Linked DNA regions of Oryctolagus cuniculus: region 1 is linked to region 2. The links are chromatin contacts, called in public Hi-C maps. All regions are on one chromosome and are shown on one strand. The core of a region is the stretch at or near the end of the contact, and the rest is flanking DNA. Distances in the headings are between cores, read along the strand shown.

Evidence for each region. A called contact is a pair of places that touch in the nucleus more often than the background predicts.
Region 1: a Hi-C map of skin fibroblasts shows a contact between it and region 2, with 6 times the contacts expected there. The contact joins two enhancer-like sites. A contact is called at or near these places in 3 of 6 Hi-C or Micro-C datasets (ear pinna, skin fibroblasts and an unstated tissue).

Annotation. Positions count from the first base shown.
Region 1 is chr16:17,610,389-17,614,292 of mOryCun1.1, reverse strand. No RefSeq gene overlaps it. Among named protein-coding and RNA genes, the nearest start is that of MIR148A, 88 kb to the left of the region's middle. Within about 2 kb of position 1,767, at least 3 of the 8 cell types and tissues checked have an H3K27ac peak or open chromatin away from gene starts, as enhancers often do.
Region 2 is chr16:17,358,547-17,362,267 of mOryCun1.1, reverse strand. No RefSeq gene overlaps it. Among named protein-coding and RNA genes, the nearest start is that of MIR148A, 340 kb to the left of the region's middle. Within about 2 kb of position 2,182, at least 1 of the 8 cell types and tissues checked has an H3K27ac peak or open chromatin away from gene starts, as enhancers often do.

The DNA.
Region 1 (3,904 bases), core at 518-3,017, 250 kb before region 2:
CGGGCCCGCAGTCGCAGCTGGGCGGCCGCCTCCGGTGAGGCGGCGGGGGTTCCACCCATCAATCAAGCGGCCCGCCGCCTCCCAGCAGCCGCGGGCGCCGCCCGCGGGGCCTGCTTTGTGTCTCGGCCGCCCTCGCGCCCGGGGCCTGGGAAGCCGGGTCGCGGCGCTCCGGGGACCCGGGGGCGGCGGCGCGTTCCCACGCGGGGCCGCCCCCAGCCCGTGACGGGGTTGACTGGGGCCGGGGACGCTGTTCGCAAGGGGATCTGTTCTTTGCGTCTGGCAACCCCGGGGCCAGCTCCTCGGTCTTGCCGCACGGTGCGGGCCCCCGAGCCCTGTCACCCCGGGCTGGGACGGTTCGGCCATGAGCACGCGGGAGTACCCGGGCTCGTCGCGCCACTTCAGAGCCTCAGTTTCTCCTGGGTACAGCGAGGAGCTGGTTCGGGATTCACGCATCTCGTGTCCGGCTCTAAAAAGTTTCTGTTTTTGCGTGGAGAAGCCTGAGCCCTCGCGGCCGGACTTGTTTGTGGACGTCCCCTTCCCTCTCACTTTGACCCTCGTCTGTCCAGTGCCTGCCCGCACGCCACTGGGCCCCCGCGCGCCCGCGCGAGCCACTCGGCCCGCAGGGGCCTGGACTCCCTGAACTTCGGAGGAGCCGAGACCAGGCCGTGCTTGGGCCGGAGGGACCACCAGGGGGCGCTCGTGCCTCAGGATAGAGCCGCGAAGTCCGGGGTCTCACCTCGGCCCTGCTGCCTCTGCCTGCTTTGCGCGGGTTGTAAGCGATGTAGACGGATTTTTTTTTTTTTTAAAGTATGCGCATTTGCTTATTAGGGCCCAGGTAGCTGGATGAAGCCTGGGGTTGGGGGGAAGAAAGCACAAAGCGCTCCGGAAGAGCAGGCCGGCCGGGACATCCAGCGGACCCAATGGCCAAAGTGCAAAATGGGGCGAAGGGGCAGACGTTTAAATGCGAGACTGGGGATCAAAACCCGGCCCTGTAGACGGGGCTCCGCGGCCGCGGGGGAAAGCAGGGCCGCGGGACACGGCCACGGCGGGGGGGGGGGCGCCCTCGTGTTTCTGCAGACTGTGGATTCACTCTGGGGTGGAGGTGCAGACGCCTCCCCCCCTGCCCGCCCGCGCTCCGGGTCTGCCCGCGGCTGGAGCTGTCAGCGAGTGTCCGCAAGCGCAGAAATGGCACCTTTACTTTGCTGGGCGCATGGAGGGATGATGGCTGTAATGAAGCATTAAAAAAAAAAAAACAACCAAATTCTCTTTCAAATGTGACTCTTCCCCGCGTGTGCTGCCCGTCCCCTCCTCCCCAAAACTAAGTGCGTTCTGTTCTCACGGTGTCGCCCTTTGCAGCATCCCTCAGTGGCGTGGTGATTTGGGGGTGTATTACAGGGCTTCCCAAATCCCGTCTGCATCCTGAGAACCTTAAACCCAACCAAATCACCACCGTTGTTCTGGTTTCTTGTTGTCATACATAAGCCGCGCCCAGAACTTTCAGAGCACACGCGAAGCGGAGGCGGCGTGGGGGTTTTGGAGTCTTGTCTGTGCAGAAAAGCTTGAAGCTGCTCCGCTGTGATGAGAAAGATTTTTATCTTTACGGAGAGATCGCATTTACCGAGGTTGCTGAAATGACAGAGGAGCCTAGCAACGATGATTAAGATAGGAAAACTGCTCTGAAAACAGGGCGTGCCTCAGCCACCTTAGCCGGCATACCCCGGAGTTAGGGACTCGGAGCCGCCCGATGAGGCCTGAGCCCGTAACCGCAGGATCTGTGGCCTCCCTGCTCTTTTACAAAAGTTGCTCCTGAGGCTCCTGCGTGGCAAAAAGCTATCCCCGGCCGCTCCTGGCGGGGATAAGGGATCTGTTTTTGCCTGCTGCCTGCTGCAGAGCGGGGAGGCGGTGCTCAGCAGGGCTGGGGTGGCGGCAGGGCTGGAGAAGAGCCTCTGGCTAGAGGGCCGAGCCCACGAGTCTCCACATCACGCGGCCCTGAGTCATGGCCTGGAGCCACGCTGCGGCTTCGAGCTCGGCTTGGCAGCCAGGGCAGTCGGCCTGGTGAAGAGCGGCCGTTTCCAGCCTGCCCACGCCAGGGGGCTTGGAGGGCTGGCCCAGGACCAGCCACTCGCAGGAAGTCCCTCTCATGCGGCCCTGGGGGAGCGGGGGATGTTCCAGGTCGCCCCAAGTGGAGGCTGGCTCGGAGGCCGGTGCTGGGAGTGGGGTGAGGTCTGAGCCAGGCGGGCTGCGTCGGTCTGCGTCGGTCTGCGGAAAGGCACGGTGGCCTTCCCGAGGGGCGCTGTGGGTGCTCTCGTCCCCGCACTGGTCTGGAAGTTCGGGAGCGCCCTGGCAGTTGCTGCATGCTACAACCTGGGGCGAGGGCAGGACAACACGTTTCGTCGTTGATGCGGCTCACAGCAGCATCCTGTGTATATCAGTGTATTTTGCTAAAAGCTGGGAGAGGGAGGATTGAATCAGAACCCGCAGTCGTGTGTTTAGGGTGCTGTGTCCCACCCGGGCTGTAAGATCAGCCACACAGGCAACTGCACACTTCTAGGAGCAAAAAGAAATAGGTAGTAGCATTACTTTAAGAATTCTTTTTATGTAATGCAATATAAACTTTTTTCTGATTCCCATATCTTCATTATCTGATGCGCATGTGACCCTCCCAGCACATATGAATTTGGGGCAATCACATTTGCAAGCCTAAGAAGCCCCAGGGGCCAGAGCAGAGGGCTACACAGAGCTGTTCTGGGTGGCACCAGCTCCAAACAGGTGCACGCACCAGGTCAGCCACGTATCTCTCCCCACATTCCCCTTACGGTCAATAGAACTTGCAATTAGAGAGTGAGACCAAGAGATCTTCCTGCTGATCTGCTCCTCAAATGTCTACAACAGCCCATCCAGGAGCTGGGAGCCGGGAACTCAGCCCAGGTCTTGTGTGTGAGTGTTAGGAAGTCAGCTCTGAGCCATTACCTGCTGCCTCCGAGGTGTGCATTAGTTAGGATGCCGGAGTCAGGAATCCCAGCACTCTGCTATGGGACAGGGCAGTCCTGACCGTTAGGCCAAGCACCCGCCCGGAAGTTTGAAGTATCAGAGGAAAGGCTGAGGAAAACTAGTTGTAAAATAGAAATATATTCTTAACAGAGTCATCTTAGCTCTGAAGAGAAGGGGGCCTGGGGCAGGAATTTCATCGCTGGCATGGGAGGTAAACCAGTGGATGGAAGACTCTCTCTCTCTCTTTCAAATACATAAAGAATAAATAAACTGAAAAATAAAAAGATGAGAGTCCTAGGCCTCATGATTCAAGTTAAGGAAAATTCGGTGTTTAAAAAATTAACGATGCTTTTTTTTAAGTGATTCTGCTATATGGTTTGTGTGTGTGTGTGTGTGTGTGCGCTAAAAGTGAATCCATCCTCATTACAGACCACTTGAGATGATACAGGTACAGAACATAATGAAAGTCCCCACCACTTGTAACCACTGGTCAGAGTTTCGGGGTCTCGCTGTCTTCACACACAGATTTTCTTTCCCCAAAGAAACAGTTTATTTAAGGAATACACACCTCGTGCATTTCATAAATACAACTTTAGGAATATAGCGATTCGTCCCACCATACCCACCCTCCCACCCACTCGTTTTTATTCACTCATTGTATCGCAGCATCGCCACAGGGTGTTGAAACCTCACTGGAAGGCCGGCGCCGCGGCTCACTAGGCTAATCCTCCGCCTAGCGGCGCCGGCACACCGGGTTCTAGTCCCGGTCAGGGCGCCGGATTCTGTCCCGGTTGCCCCTCTTCCAGGCCAGCCCTCTGCTGTGGCCAGGGAGTGCAGTGGAGGATGGCCCAGGTGCTTCGGCCCTGCACCCCATGGGAGACCAGGAAAAGCACCTGGCTCCTGGCTCCTGCCA
Region 2 (3,721 bases), core at 933-3,432:
ACAATTTACATTGTCAATCATAGTTTAATAAAGCTGGGAGAAAATAACTTCACCTTACAATAGCCCTCTGCAATAGAAGAATAATGCAAATCACATGCACAATTTTAAATTAAAAATAAAAGGAGCACAGCGACATTCATTTCAATAATGTTTTATCTAACCGAATGTATCCCAAATATTAGCATTCCAGCATGCAACCAACTCATTTTTTTTTTTTTTGGACAGGCAGAGTGGACAGTGAGAGAGAGAGAGAGACAGAGAGAAAGGTCTTCCTTTGCCACTGGTTCACCCTCCAATGGCCGCTGCGGCTGGCGCGCTGCGGCCGGCGCGCCCCGCTGATCCGATGGCAGGAGCCAGGTACTTATCCTGGTCTTCCCTGGGGTGCAGGGCCCAAGCACTTGGGCCATCCTCCATTGCACTCCCTGGCCACAGCAGAGAGCTGGCCTGGAAGAGGGGCAACCGGGACAGAATCCGGCGCCCCGACCGGGACTAGAACCCGGTGTGCCGGCGCCGCAAGGCGGAGGATTAGCCTAGTGAGCCACGGCACCGGCCACTCAATTTTTTAAAAAAATTAAAATGTTAAAATAAAAATTCTGTATGCACTTTTATTGACAGGAAGGTTCTGGAAGCTGGTGCGTTTTGTCCCCGCCCAGGGGCCGCTGTGCCGCACAGTGCAGCCTTGGAGCGTGGCCAGTGCCCCTAGGGACACCGGGCAGCGGTCTGAGTCGGCTCAGGGGAGGAGGGCGGCTCAGATGGGTGGGGGCCCGGGAACATCTTCACGGAGCGGGTGGCTTTGAAGATGGTTAATAAAACCACGGACGGCCATGAGCCCAGGCACGGGTAACGTTAGCTTGCCCCGCGGCCAGGCGGACTCGGATCGGGACTCGCGCCACAGCCAAAGCAGAGCCTGGAACCAACCTGGCCGCTAAGGACAGTTCCGGGCTGGACTCCAGCGAAGTCGAGGAAAAGGCGGGAGGGCAGGGGAAGCCGAGCTCAGAAGCGCCTCGAACACGAGGCGAGAACAGGCAGTGGCGAGTCGTGGCCGGCGCCACCGTGGCGCTCGGGAACCCCCTGGGAGGTGGGTGCCGACCCCACGGTCCCTTCCATTCCAGGGGGCTGAGATCTGGCGATGGCAGGACGCTCCCCAAGGCCGGCGCGGGCAGAGCCTGGCTTCCGTCCAAACTCTCCCCCGGGGCGTTAGGGACCCGGGGTCTGGATTTGCACTCAGGGCCCCGCACTCGGGGGTCTGGGGCAGTGCAGCAGCCTGCGGGGGGGCGGGTCTCGGATCCCCAGCCTCCTCCTCCAGGAGCACCCGGCCGTCTCCAGGTGTCATCGCGTGGGTGGAGGGTCGCTGGGGGCGGCCGGCGCTGGGCCTTGGAGGCCTGGGGGCCCCGGGACGTGCCGCTGGGTGCTGACGCCTGAGGCAGGTGAGGGTGCAAACAGTCGGCAGGCTGAGCCTGGAGCTCCGGGGCGGCGGCTGCGTGGGTGGGACCGCATCTCCCAGTACAGGGGCGCGGAGCCGGAGCCGCCCGGGGGGCCTTCCAGGTCCTCGCCATCCGCACTCGGCGGAGCGAAGCAGCCCACAGCCGGACGCCAAGGGCCCGCAGTGGGGCCAACGCCGGGCCTTCTCAGTTCCTCCGGCGCTGACTTAGCCTAAACCCAGCTGCTTCTCCCGTTAGCAACGCTCCCACTTCACTATCTTACAAAAAGAAGCAAATTGTGTGCAAATCATACACTCTCCTTTTAAATTTTTATTTCTTTTTTATCTGAGACACAGAGAGAAGATGGCGATACCTCCCGTCCAGGGCTTACTCCCCAAACGCTTGCAACAGCTGGGGCAACAGCCAGGAACCAGGTCTTCCGGGCCGGTGGCAGCCACCTGCCTCCCAGGGCCCGCGTTAGCAGGAAGCTGGGATCTGCTACAAAATGCTACAAAATGGGGCTGCAAACATGGTATTCACAGCATCTCCGCTGAGTGGGATTTCATAGGGACAGGGGACATGGTGGGTAGGGGTCACTTGAAAGCATGGGAAGGCTGTACCCTGGGTCCACGGGAAACTGTACCTTCGTAGTTGCGTTTTCAAGATGGTGAGTGCAAGTGCATCTTGCTTAGGAAACAGGCCGAGACGCTGTCTCTTTCCATTTCTTTCCACCCAGAGCCCGGGAAGGAAAGCCCAGCAGCCTTGATTACAGCTTTCTTTTCCTGCCTGGGAGCCAATGCTGGATTCCGCCACAGGAGGGCGCCCGAAACGCCAGCTGCGTTTCCAGAAAATGGACACTAGGTGGCGCCGCTCTGCTAGTTTTCTTCTGGTCCGTTTTTAATTTCTTTTTTATTCCTTTGTTTGTAGCAGGGTGTAAGGGTTTGCTTTGGTTATGTAAAGTGAGTTTTTATATGCCTGAGCCTGTTATCATGCATTTAAGAAGGTATGTTAAGAAAAGCAGAACTATTAACTCATCTTGAGATATCTTCCTTACACTACATGGATTGATTAGTTACATTTTGCTTTTGCAGTATATTTTATGACACTCATGGATGACTCTAGATTGAGTTTTGTTTTTTGGCCTGTCATTGCCTCATATCCTTCAAAGTTTTGTTGTAAATTTCATTTTAGTTTGATTTTTAAAACAGGAGACATAAGTTTGAATCGTATCAGAGCTGCCTAAACAACTTGAATGCTGATTTAAAAAAAATTATGTCAGTAAAGGAGCTGGGAATGAATTCACCTATTTGCATTTGTGGGAAACGTAGTTTCTTCAGCATTATTAATTATTTAGCTTATTAGTCATGTGCCTGTGAGTTATTCCCCTTTCTGGAGTTTGGATTCCTAATTATAAAAATGAGGCGGTTCTTCTGACTACTATCAAAGATCTCTTTCCAGTCTGCCAGTCTATGAGATTATGAGTTTTATAAACAGCTGTGCCCCCCTCCTGCCCCACACCATACCTGAACATACGTGCCTAAGCTATGTTTTTTTTTTAACCTTGATATTTCTCAGTAGCACAGCCTATGCAGTTATGAGCTGCTGCTAGCTTTTCAATTTCTGTTATTTAGCTGGAGTTCTCGTGAGAACGAAGGCTGAGCATGGACAATGCAGAATCACATGCATGCAGCAGAAATCTCTGGCTCTGCGTTGGGAAACTCTGACTCCGACTCTGGCTTCATCCCCGCCTGGCTGGAGGTGCGGGTCCATTACTCAGGGAAGAGGCACCTGGGTCCGTGCTGGCTCCATGACGGACATGTGCAGAAGCCAAGAGCAGGTGCTGGCGGCTCACGGTCCCCGGGGCGCACAGTCCTCAGCTATGCAGTCAGTGAAGTGGGATGCGCGTGCCCGGTGCGGTCAGAGCTGTGCCTCTGGCCTAACTTCTGCCCAAATGTTTGTCCAGCGATTGTCATCCTGACAGGTGCTGGAGACTGGATGGGTTTGTGTGGAAATCATCCAGGGTGGGGCTGGGAAAAGAAGATGCTAAAGAGATATTATCAGTAAAGGTGTTCAACATCCTTTGCCAACAAGTAACATAAGTTAGACATCAGGACCCAAGGTGTTACACTGAGGCCAGTGCTGTGGCGCAGTGGGTTAAGCCACAGTCTGCAGCACCAGCATCCCATATGAGCACCGGTTCAAGTCCCGACTGCTCTACTTCCGATCCATCTCCCTGTTGCTGATCCAGATCCCTGCTAATGTGCCTGAAAAAGCAGCGGAAGATGGCCCGAGTGCTTGGT